Regions from separate parts of the Rattus norvegicus genome. Here all the other regions are linked to region 3. Evidence: chromatin contacts called from public Hi-C data. All regions are on one chromosome and are shown on one strand. The core of a region is the stretch at or near the end of the contact, and the rest is flanking DNA. Distances in the headings are between cores, read along the strand shown.

Region 1 (4,238 bases), core at 1,609-4,108, 91 kb before region 3:
TGTCCTGTGTCCACACTAGATTTCAGACTCCGGGTGACAGGGAGGGACATTCCTGCTGGTCCTCAGTTTCTTTGGTTTCTGTCACCTTCCTACTTAAAGCTTTGACGATGAGAGCAAACCGATCCAAACACAAAGCCTCCACTGGCAAATTAAGCTCTTTTTTTCTGGAACTTAAAACTTGTTTTTTTTTTTAAGGTTCTATGTACCGGATCTTGCAAAAATTACATTTGGCGGGCTCAGGAATTACAGGATGACCCACACTGCCACCCACAGAGATGTTACTGACTCTAGCATTGCGGCGACTGGGTGGGTGGTCAGTCTCATCCAGCCAATCACGGCTGCAATCCTGGGTGCACTTCCTGCTTATGGTTCTCCAATGAGACACAAGTGGGTGTTAGTACTTGGCCTTTGGTAGGTGGTGGAGAAGGCTGCCCTGGTGGGTTGTGGGGAATCTAGGGCTTCAACTAGCGGTGACTCAAGAGGCTGTATTCCCATCACTTACATCACCAAGAGTCACTTCAATGTCCCACAGTAAAAGCCTTCATTGACTACAGTGTATTCTATACATCTGACAATATTTAATAAATAGTATGGGTAAGGCTGCAAAACAGTGCACGGGCCACTCTGATGCCCGCTGGTGTCCATGCAGGTTAATTGGAGTGAGGGTAAGCATTCCCCTGAATGTAGGAGCAATGCAGCTGCCATCATGGGCTGAATAGTAGTCGTAGAGACGATGCGGTCCACAGAGCTGAAAATGCTCATTCTCTGGATGGCCAACTACAGATCAAATTAGTCAAGCCTGAATTTACAGCCATTAATAGTCACTCCACATAAAATTCTCACATCACACTAAATCAGAGATGGAGGAAGGGGCTATGCTAAGAGACTTTACAAGTTAACTCATTCATGACTGACATCCTGGAAAGTATTATGGCAATAAGATGTAAATATGTCTAGGAAAACCTAGAATTAATATGGGTAACCCACACCCACCAGGTGCTGAAGTGTCTACCGCGGCCAGTGTCTAGATCGTACATACATCCTACAATTGGAAAGTTCTGGAAATACTTTTGGAGGTGAAAAAAGGGGTTTGGGGATGTGAATGCTAAGGGTGTATGGGGGCACGGGAGTTGAGAAGGTCATTAAAATGGGTGCCTCACCCAGCTAGGAAGGACCTCACCCATCTCTTAGGGACTAGAGCCAGTCTCCGAACCAGAATTTAGCACCTCCAAGTAAGACAGTGCAGCGTGTGACCAGATGGCCAACACAGAGCTGCTTTAAATAGCACAGGGCTCAGAGCGTCTTAACCCTCAAATTTGGTGGCTTTTAATTCACTTCACTACCAGACTGCAAATGAGACCCCTTCTGGGTCCAAGTAGAAAATGCAAACCAGTGTCCAGCTAGCAGGTTAGGACCTGGTGGTGGTGGTGGCGGCGGCTTCCTGTCCTCTAACTCCAAAGCCCTGCTCAGGTCTGAGGTCACTCAGAGGTGGCCCTGCTCAAGGCTGTGTTTGCATTGATGCCTCACTAGATCAAACATAAAACCACTCCTGAAGGCTCATCAGTGAGTCCCTGAGGGTCTAGCCTTAGTTGGCTATTGCCACTAAATATGTAAGAATTAAAGCTGGCAAGATGTCTGGCTCAATGAGAAAAGAACGCTATGCTTTACCCTCTGACACCCCCCACACACACACACATGCGTGTACACACTAAGTCATTTGTGTGCATGTGCACACACATACACACACACATATGTGCAATAAATGCAATTAAAATTTTTTTAACTACTAGAGTTTAGTGTTGACACTGGTCAGGAACTTCTCTTCGTCTTGTTCTTCAAGTTTCTAATCAAAAGTTTTTCATTTTAAAAAGTAAATATATTAGGCCATTTCAGTGAAACCTTTGAAATAGGTGAGGTGTAGGAGAAGGAAGCAGGGCCAGTCCTCAACATTCTAGCATTCCCCTGCATACAAACTAGAGACAAGGAGCCAAGAACGAAGTCTGATGGGGGCCGGCCTGCCCTGGGGTTGGGCTAGCCTGATCACATCAGAGAGCAAGCAAGGCAACTGACAGTTCAGCCTCCATTTAACTTGTAGAAACATGAACCCCAAACTGACCAGTCCACACAAGCACCGCCTTTAGTCCAGGCATGGTTCCAATGCTGGGGACACAGAGGTGGGCGGGACTCTCTGTAACAGAGTCTAGAGGCAAACAGGAGTAGCACACTGGAGATTTGATTAGTGCCTTCCCCCAGGACAGACTATGCAGCTGCCCTCCTGGGACACACGGCGAAACTTTGGGAAGATGGAGATGAGACCAGAGCTCAGATGATGGAGTGGGTGTGGCAGTGGGCATCAAAGGGTTGAGAGACTCTACGAAGTCATCGGACATCTTTCTTACCGGGCTGGCCCTGCTCTGGCTTTCCAGGGCCTCACTTGCAGGCAGAAGCTATGGAGTTTCCTACCAGGAAGTCCTAAGGGTTTCTCTAAATGAAATAAAGCCTGGTCATGATTAGTCACAGCCACGGGGGAGACGCACAGACCAAACTCTCTAAGCACTCTCTAAGAATGTCTGTCTCTCTCTCTCTCTCTCTCTCTCTCTCTCTCTCTCTCTCTCTCTCTCTCTCCCTCCCTCCCTCCCTCCCTCCCTCTCTCTCTCTCTCTCTCTCTCTCTCTCTCTCTCTCTCTCTCTCTCTCTCTCTCTCTCTCGCTGGAAATACCCATGCATCATTTTATCAAAACCCAGCCTGCTATACCAGGTCCTTCAGCACTGAATTATTCCCCCAACCCTCCCCCACTTCCCTCCCTGTGGCAAGCCCTAGACTCTTCTAGATTTGACAAAGTGTAGTGGGGAGGCAGAGGAGGGGTGTTTCGTGGCCAAGAAGTATGCTGAGACCAGCAAGGGTATTTCCCACAGACTCTTCTAGGAGGAGCTGTGGTGCAGCAGAACGAAACAGATAAAAGGAGTTCCTGCCCTTACCACCCTTATTGCCCTCACCCCACCCCACCACTCCCTTACTGCTCTGAAAGGCTGGCCTGGATACTTCTAGAACCACCTAAGGCCAGAGTATCTGGGAAGATAAGCAGGAAGCATTCCGGAGAGAGAGTGGGGGTGGGGTGAGGGCTAAACAGGGGCAGACACACCCACAGGACGCCTTACAGGCAGGAGACAATGGGACACTCTGCTCTGACAGGTGGCCAACTGAAAGATTCCGGGGCAGGTGTGCAGGCCCTGGGCAGGAACAGATGGGTGTGTGTGAGGGTAGTGAGTGGGGAGCAGATGTCACTGGCTAGGGTGGTTTACAGAAGGGAGAGGGGCTGTCCATCTGTCGGGCAGCCTTGAGGCTAAGTTAACTGGCTTGCCTGGGGAGTTAGTACCATAAAAGAAGAGGCCCTGCAATGTCTAGCTTGGGACTGCACTGTGGGGCTGGCTCCTCCTGTGTGCGTCCCCCCCCCCGGGGGGGGGACTTTTCTCTCCCCAGGATTCTCTTGGTCACCTGCTAGGTTCTTTATCTGTGTAACACCAGGTCATCCTGACACCACTCTCCACCCCGCCCGATTCAGTAAGTGTCCACTCTCTACCCCGCCTGGGTTAGTAAATGAACCATCAGGGCCTTAAGTGCCACATCTGTCCACTCCAGCTGTCGCAACAGGGCCTGCCAAAGTCTGGAGATAGGGTGCCAATTAATCTTGGCTGAGATGTTGCAAGAAATGAATCAGTAGGGCCCATTTTCAACAGGAGGTGTGTGCTCAGAGCACTTCAGAATCAGAGATGAGCGGGAGGTGTTAGGCCTGCTTGGGATTCCGACCCCAGACCTACAACAGAGGTGCATATTTTACATACCAAAGTAGACCTGGCCTCTGGGTTCTCCCAGCATCCCTCAGTCCCCTACCTGGCATACCAGCCCTCTACCCTGAACTTTCCAACCCAGGAACTGGGCTTCTCCTCCCCCAGAAGCTCTTCCCTATATAATGCAGACATTTTGCTCTCCCCCTCTCTCCCTCTCTGTGTGAAAGTGCTATTTCTTTCTCTCTGTTCCCCCTCCCCTCTGTCTCCCTTTCCCATGGTGACTTCCCTAGCCTAGTTCCTTGGGAACTGTGAACTCATCCAACAAACCTGCCTTATAAATACTCTATCTGACTTGAGCTGGTTCATTTCACCAGCAGAGAATAGCTCATCAGGACCCTCCCCCGTGACTGGTACCCAGTATTGGAGCTTGAGAGCTAGGGAGTTGAGGGC
Region 2 (4,015 bases), core at 1,024-3,523, 70 kb after region 3:
CCACATTTCTGTGAAGAAACTAAGATAGTTTGAGTGGAATGTGGGTTTAGGAGGTTGAGAAATTTCATGTTGGACTATAGGCGCTCACAATGCCTAGCTGGTCTCAGGCTGTGCACCCTCCCAGAAGCCTTCACTGCCACCCAAGGCCACCATGCAGGAGGCCCCAGGCTGTGTACCCTCCCAGAAGCCTTCACTGCCACCCAAGGCCTCCATGCGGGGGGCCCCAGGCTGTGCACCCTCCCGGAAGCCTTCACTGCCACCCAAGGCCTCCATGCAGGAGGCCCCAGGCTGTGTACCCTCCTGGAAACCTTCACTGCCACCCAAAGCCACCATTCAGGAGGCCCCAGGCTGTGCACCCTCCCAGAAGCCTTCACTGCCACTCAAGGCCTCCATGCAGGGGGCCCCAGCACCACTCTGGCCCTCGCCTCAGCTCACACTCACCATTCTTTTCAATGGGCACATTGCAGCGAGGACAAGGCTTGGTGGTTTTCTTGATGGTTTCCTTGGAGGCCTCCTCCCACCGTGCTTGCTCAGCAGCTCTTTGATCCACCCGGTACGCCTGGATTGATAGAGACAAAGGAAGCTCAGATTTGAGACTCTATTATTTATTGGGATTGACGTCTGCATTCCTTGAAGTGCTGGTGTCGACACCTCTCAAAGATGAACGTGCCTTCAGGCAAGCTCCAATGTTAACTTGTTTGACAAGTGCCGGACAGCCACTGGGCATGCCTGGGCACTGTGGTTTTGGCACATGGCGTATGCTTGTGAGCTAAGAAAGATGGCAGAGAAGATTACTCAATTTTCTAGCATAGAGCCCTCTGTTCTGAGGATTTTATGTGATTGTAATAAATAATATGTAGCAAGTGGTTAATCTGTAGGCAAGTGATAAACATTTTCGTGGACCTCTCCACAGACCCTTTGTCGAGCGTGCAGTGAACACGTTAGTGTTTGTCTCTGAGCCCCAGAGGCACTGATGGCGGCCAGGCACGGTTATGTGAGTGTGGAGTCTGCGGTTCTACGGTCATCACGTCTCAACTCCCTCCTGCCTCTTCCTCTGCTTCCTTCTTGACCCTGGAAAATGGCTGCTATCCCAGAAGGCATGAGAGAGAGAGCAAAGGGATGAGAGAAAGGCCCACTTTCATGAGTTGGTGACAGCAGAAATTAGGACTGTGGGCTCTTAGAGCAGCTGCCTGGGTTCAAATCCACTCAGATGCAAGGACTCCTCATTCTCTCTGAGTCCTCTTGGATGGGAATGTAAACCATGGGGTGCTGAGGGCTCGGGGTTCATTTGCACATGCTCCTTACAGGGAGCACGTGGCGTGTGTCATTGGCTGATAACTTCAGCTCCTTCAGGGCCTCTAATGTTGGACGCCATGACACCTTTGCTGCCGAGTTCATGTTATCAAGGACTCGATCATCTTCGACTCTTAGCCGCCTGCTGTGGGGCGGCTGCCTTCCCCATGCCCCCAAATTCATATGTTGAACATCTAATCCTGTTGAAAACCGACTAGGACATCCTCAGCTGGAGAAGGGACTCCAGAATGGCTGGTGGGAGACGGGTGCTTCATTCTGCACCTGCCTAGTCAGTCAGACACCCTCACACTTTCCGCTTACTTCTAGAACTGGCTAACCCATGTAGAGGAAGAACTGGTCACATTTTTATTCTTCGTATAAAAGTGTTGTGATCTGGAACGGTATCTCAAAATGTTGCCCCAAATATATATATATATATATATATATCTCCAGGGCTACTCCGTAGCGTTGGTGGTAACTAAATGCAATGACCCTGTAGACCTGACCGCTGCCAACCTTCACAGATGCTCACTAGCAAGTTCCAGTGTTAGGTACTGGGCTTGAGAGCCAAGCCCTGCTGGGGTCTGTCCCCTGTCAGCAGAGGTGAAGTAAGAAATGCTCTATGATCAGAAGCTGAGGCTTAGCACCCCCCCCCCACGCCCCAGGCTTAGCAGCCCCCACCCCCACTTTCACAGTGAGGTTGGGTTCCTGTTGAGACCCAAAGTGAGTGGAATCTAACTTCAAGGATCAAACCCAATTTCATTTCATAGTCTAGCCCTTTGGTTGTTAAAGTTCCCAGTCTTTGTGAGTGAAGCACTCTGAAGGAAACAGTATTTATTTCTAAGTTACAGCAAGTTTGCGGCTTTTGCAAGGACCTTGATGTTTCTGTTTCTGTTTTTCCAGCAGAAAGTGAGCTCTTGCAGACCGAGGTCATGCTTGAGTCATCCCTGTAATTCCAGCCCTTGGCTTGGTGCCTGGGTAATGGGAGGGGACTCAGTTTGAGCTGAGCAAGAGGCAGCCATCTGGAATAGGACCTCATGAGACATGGGAGCACAGCAGACGCGCCCGTGATGGCGGTGGTTGGTGCCAAGGTGAGACCGGCCAAGGACTGGTCACTGGTGTCGTTTCTGTTAACCTCTGCGTGTGCTAAGGTCCTCATCCTGAAGGGTATAGGGACGTCTGTGATTTTCGAGAGCTTTTTTAGGTAGGGTTGAGCAGCGCTAGCTTGATTGCTGAACCCCAGGTCACTGCAAGCTTCCTTTAGCTCTGGCACATCCTGGAGATCGGAGCCCAGTGATGAAGCTGTGGCTGACGAGGATGGTTTTAAGATCTGGTACTCGACGCGCATCTTAACTTTAACATTCATTTCAACCTTAATATGCGTGTCTTCAGTCCGTCTGAGGCACGTGTGGTCCTAAGGCCTAGTGATTTGAGTAGCTGTTCTTCATGGCCAACTCGACCGGCTTTAGAATCCCCTAGGAGATTTACCTCCCAGTATTCACACAAGGGCGTTTCCATAGAGGGTTAGCTGAGGAAGGCGGGCCCAGGCTGAATGTAAATATCATCCCATGAGTCCAGGGCCTGGACTGGGCAGAGATGGAGAAAGGAGAAAGGAAGCTGATGGGGAACTTTACCCCTTCAGACTGAACAAATTAAATCCACCCCTAGTTGTTGTCATCTGGGGATCTTGGAGACAGCATGACCTGTTTCCCAAAGTAGGTGGCTTTATCCGGGTGTCAACTTCACATATTATGGTATAAAAATTAAGCTATCTATGCAGTTTCGTAATAATATGTGACTGGCTATAGATATATGAACTTAAGGTCCCTAACGAAGCCACATTGATAGGTAAAGATTATGCAGGTTGAATAGCTAACCAGAACCTTTTTAGATGATAAAGAGACAGAATATCGCAGATCCATAGACACAGTGATCTTAGGCTGTTGTCAGTCCTCTTTTTTTTTTGGTTCTTTTTTTCGGAGCTGGGGACCGAACCCAGGGCCTTGCGCTTCCTAGGCAAGCGCTCTACCACTGAGCTAAATCCCCAACCGTCAGTCCTCTTAATAACCAGTTATTACTGGCCTCTGTATCTGACCCAACTTTATGAATATTTAATTGTGATGGCTAAAGAAAACTCCTTCTTGTGCTACATACCCATTCTAAATTTCTAAAAGGCAAGTTCCTGGCAGTTCTGACTCCCAGCCCCCTCCCCAGGATTGTAAATACCATGTAACCACGTGTGAGAGAATTACCGGTTGTTCCAGCTTTTGTAAACCTGCTTGTTGGTATGCAGCAGGGAGTGGGTGGGTCAGCTCCTTACTAGCTGAGCCCAGTGACACAGGGTCTCACCCAGTTGGGCATTCCAGAATTTGTGCCCACCTTCCTCTCTGCACAGTAAGCCTCACTATGGCTGTGGTCCGGCTGGTAGTAATTAATAAATTCACTTAATTATAATTTGAATTGAGTCTGCAGTCTTTTCCCTGTAGATTCAAACTCCGAATGATAGAACCTTTGGAATGTATTCTTAGCAGAGTACTGACTTCCACCAAGCCCAGAGCTAAGCATGTTGTAAGATAGCATTTGAAAATGGTAACAGAGACTTCCCACTTCAACATAACCCGCCAACATGGTCTTTCCTACCAACGTACCCGGTAAATGAATTGGATCATCACATATTTTTCTTTCTTTTGTTTTTGAGACAGGGTCTCACATAGTCTACATT
Region 3 (3,916 bases), core at 522-3,021:
TTCTACATAGCCGAGGGGCTTAGCGTTCCAAGCTATGGTTTGGGCTTTAATAGCCTGAAAGTAACCTGAGGCCTTTGAAAGTCTTACTACAGATAATCTCAGTAATACAGGACTCTATCGGTACCATTAAAGAAATAATTCTGATATTAGGCATGCACATTACCAGAAGAGGGCCATTACCAGGCTTTCTTCAGAGGTACTGAATAAAAGCAGCGCCTAAAACCACATCTGCTAATGGGCCTGCCTGGACGCCTTCTAAGCGGTGTACTGTTTGTCTAGCTTTATCCACCTCTGCTTATCACTGGGTAGGTGATAATTTCCTCTCACATCTTAGGGTTTTTTTTTTTTTTTCTGAAGGTTTGTTTGTTTTTTTCCTCCCTATGTGGACCAAGAGGATATCATACCTTTAACTTGGGACTCTAATTTTTTTTTCTTCTTAAACAGGAGCCTTACCCACCCACCCCCATACACACAGTCACGCATGCTCAGGAGCTGGCCACCCTTATACACAGAGACACACATGCACATGTCCACATGCCGTTTCCCTCCTCTTGAGATAACTTTTCCCCCTAGCTGAGGATGCTGACTGATAACTTCAGATGAGCAGATCCTTGCCAGGTTTGGAAAGACTAGAGGGTAAACACTGGGTAATCCAGGTGAGAGCGCGGAAGAACAATACCCTAGAGACCCTGCTGGGTAGTTAGCATTTCTTCCGATAACTTAACTTTGATTTGTTGCTAAATGAAGTTCAGACTAGAGCCAAGACTCATCTTATACATGTTTAGACTTGTGGGCGAGCCTTAGCAGCGGATAACATATTTACCAGTGTGAATTATCGGGAACTTTCTAAAACTTTATTGCAAAGCCTCATCTTCCTATAAAGAGTTAACCTCTCCTTCCCCTCTTAGCTTGTTTAATACCATGTCTTAAGAAATGTTTAAGTTTCTAAAAACTACCCTTAATACTGGAGAGCTTCATAAACATCAAAGAACTCCCTTTTAAAAAAATCCCGACATCTGATGGAGAACCCAGAAGCTTAAATTTAAGTAAATAAAGCGGTGATTACAAATGCCTGTTTCCTTGACAACTCCCCTCCCCCAGCCCTTCTGTGATAGGGAAAAACCAAAATGAAAACGAGAGGAGGGGGTATCTACAGAGTCACGCTGCGTTCCAGCGAGGCCCAGCCAGGCCAAGCCCAGGAAGGAAATACAAATAAATCAATTTAGATCGGGACTGTATTTTGTGGAGTATATTTTTGTGGTTGTCCTAGAAACACCAGAGACAGAAGAACGTGTTGCACGAACACAAAAGAGAATCCGTATATGTAACAGGCGCATTCTCTACACCTTCACGGTAACCAAGAAAATGCTTCCACCCTGGGAGGGGTGCTCTCAGAGCCCCCAAAAGCTCCTCACGATCTGGCACAAAGCAGTGGTCGCGAAGCCCCAGTGCTCCTCCCCCCCCCCGCCACCTCCCCCATCATTTTCCCCAACCCCACCAGCATCCCATCCAGCTCCGAGCCCTTCCCTTCCAAAGTACGAGGAAAACCAGCCGAGCAGAGGGACCCCTGCCAGAGAAGGGCATCCGATCATCGCATGCCCCACCCCAGGAGAAGGTGCCTGGAAATGGTACCAGCACCACCTACCTCGCTCCGGGCAGCTCTTTGCATTGGTGCTCACTAGCCAGAACTGCGAGGCAGGAACCTAGGGTTCAGAAACTGCCTCTACTTTAGAGAAGCTGTAAGTCAGCCAACACTGGAAAGAAAAAGCGAGACTCCACCCAAAGGGGTGGACCCTTCGGGAAGGGAAAAAAAAAGGTGGTCCTCGGCTGACGTCTCTCCCCACCCATGTCACTTCCTTTTAAAGCTACGACTTAGAGGCTACTGGGAGGGAAGCTCGGACCGGTGTAACATGAGTCACCCTCTTCCAATGAGTGTAAGGAAGTGTCCGGCTTGGCCTCCTGTTGGAGTCGCATGGATAACAAAGCCATCTCAGTGGCCGGCCGGTACTCGCCCAGCTCAAGAGCCCTGTTGCGTCCCCGTGCATTTGGCCTGAGAAACCTCGGCCTCCTACCCTGAAAATCGCCCCTCCCGCGCTGCCCCCCGCCACGCGCCATTTCATTCAGAGAAAGAAAAAAAAAAAAAAAAAAAAAAAAAAACAGGATAAAAGCTGAAGCCAGAGCACTCTAACGCCTTGCTCACCTCTCCTGGCCACCACTCCACCAGCCCGGAAGCCCAGCGCTCCCGAGACTGAGACCGGCAGACCTGGGATGCCTGGAGCTCCTGTGTATAGATGCTCTCCCTCCAAAGCTAGGTGCCAGCCGGTTGCCAGAGCTGGCTACCGCTGCGAGTGCGCACAAGCAGGCAACACGCACGTGCACATGGCATTCACACTCCGGTTAAATTAGCTAGGGTCTGAGCAGACCTTCTTAACCGAATAGAGTCACGAAACTTTAAGGAGGGTGATTGTTGGAAGTACGCCAAGGCCAGGTCTGTGACATTCCTGGGAAGGTGGCTTCAATCGCTGGGTGCCTTAAAGTGCCCTTCAAATACACGTTGTTCAAGACACCGTCCGCAGATGTTTACGTATTTACAAAAAAGAATGCCCCGGTGGTCACTGTACTCTCTCCATGCGTAAGCAGTACTGGTGAATTTCTCAGGGCTGCAGAAACGCGGCAAACAGCTTTCTATGCAGACAGGAGCCAAGAGGGAGAGTCACTCAAGAAGCAGGAAACAGGGTTCGGACTTTGACATCCTGAAGATCATCGGGAATGCGAGAAGAACAAAACCGAGTGGGGTGGGGGTGGGGGTGGGGGGTGATGGGCATAAGGAAGAATCCAAAACAAAAGTCCATTTGTAGGGAGTAAAAATTAACTTGATCTGTTAGTAAGGGCTATAAAAGTTGTTAGTAGGGGTTGGGGATTTAGCTCAGTGGTAGAGCGCTTGCCTAGCAAACGCAAGGCCCTGGGTTCGGTCCCCAGCTCTGAAGAAAAGAAAAAGGAAAAAAAAAGTTGTTAGTAAAAAGTTTCTTGGGGCTGGGGATTCAGCTCAGTGGTAGAGCGCTTGCCTAGGAAGCGCAAGGCCCTGGGTTAGGTCCCCAGCTCCGGAAAAAAAGAAGCAAAAAAAAAAAGTTTCTTATAAGTACTGGAGAGATGAGGGGGCTCAGCGGTTAAGAGTGCTTACTGCTCTTGGAAAACCACAGGGTTCAGTTTCGGGCATGCGCATCAGGCATAGGCACACACAAATACATAAATAACATAAATTACTCTAAGTTTTTGTTTTCGGCATCCGATGTAACATATAAGAGTTCTATGTAAACTCCGACTTCTAGAACGTTGTGGGGAATTGTGAGTCCAATGCCAGCTCTGACCATATAGTAGTCCCAACACCCCCTCTCCCCAATATAATTCTCTTTTATAACTTTTCAAGTTATTATATATAAGTACACTGTAGCTGTCTTCAGATACACCAGAAGAGGGCATCAGATCTCTTTACAGGTGGTTGTGAGCCACCATGTGGTTGCTGGGAATTGAACTCATGACCTCTGGAAGAGCAGTCGGGTGCTCTTAACCGCTGAGCCATAACTTTTCAAGTTATATTTTGTGATTCTATTGTTGGTGGGAATCAATGAGTTTTTCAAAAATACTTTCCAGATAGTTAATTTTTTTCATAGTTGCATTTTGGATGGAAATTTAATTTTAGAACTGGAGAATTGTTGCTGGACGCCTGGCACACGTCTTTAGTCCAAGCACTCAAGAGGCAGAGACTGGTGGATGGATCTCTGAGTTTCAGACCAGCCTGATCTACAGAGCTAGATCCAGGAAAGCCAGAATTATTTAGAAAAGCCATCTCAAAAAACAAATAATAATAATTAATAATAATATCATCTAAGACTTACATAAATTTACATTATACTGA

What was found. Hi-C and Micro-C count contacts between places; a contact is called where the count stands out from the background.
Region 1: a contact with region 3 is called in a Hi-C map of the A7r5 cell line, with 3 times the contacts expected there. The contact joins the enhancer-like site here to the promoter of Agpat4 in region 3. A contact is called at or near these places in 9 of 12 Hi-C or Micro-C datasets (the A7r5 cell line, the Rat2 cell line, Schwann cells and 6 more) and 1 of 1 datasets of contacts at active chromatin or transcription factors (oligodendrocytes).
Region 2: a contact with region 3 is called in a Hi-C map of psoas muscle, with 2.0 times the contacts expected there. The contact joins the enhancer-like site here to the promoter of Agpat4 in region 3. A contact is called at or near these places in 7 of 12 Hi-C or Micro-C datasets (the A7r5 cell line, the Rat2 cell line, Schwann cells and 4 more) and 1 of 1 datasets of contacts at active chromatin or transcription factors (oligodendrocytes).

What each region holds. Positions count from the first base shown.
Region 1 is chr1:51,086,708-51,090,945 of GRCr8, forward strand. All of the region lies in intron 3 of Agpat4 (1-acylglycerol-3-phosphate O-acyltransferase 4), which reads right to left. Among named protein-coding and RNA genes, the nearest start is that of Agpat4, 92 kb to the right of the region's middle. Within about 2 kb of position 2,859, at least 15 of the 93 cell types and tissues checked have an H3K27ac peak or open chromatin away from gene starts, as enhancers often do. A contact at or near this core is called in the A7r5 cell line, where this site is marked.
Region 2 is chr1:51,248,783-51,252,797 of GRCr8, forward strand. Prkn (parkin RBR E3 ubiquitin protein ligase) reads right to left here. Exons shown (of 12, transcript NM_020093.1): 11 at 442-559. Among named protein-coding and RNA genes, the nearest start is that of Agpat4, 70 kb to the left of the region's middle. Within about 2 kb of position 2,274, at least 21 of the 93 cell types and tissues checked have an H3K27ac peak or open chromatin away from gene starts, as enhancers often do.
Region 3 is chr1:51,179,200-51,183,115 of GRCr8, forward strand. Agpat4 (1-acylglycerol-3-phosphate O-acyltransferase 4) reads right to left here and starts at 1,772. Exons shown (of 9, transcript NM_133406.2): 1 at 1,646-1,772.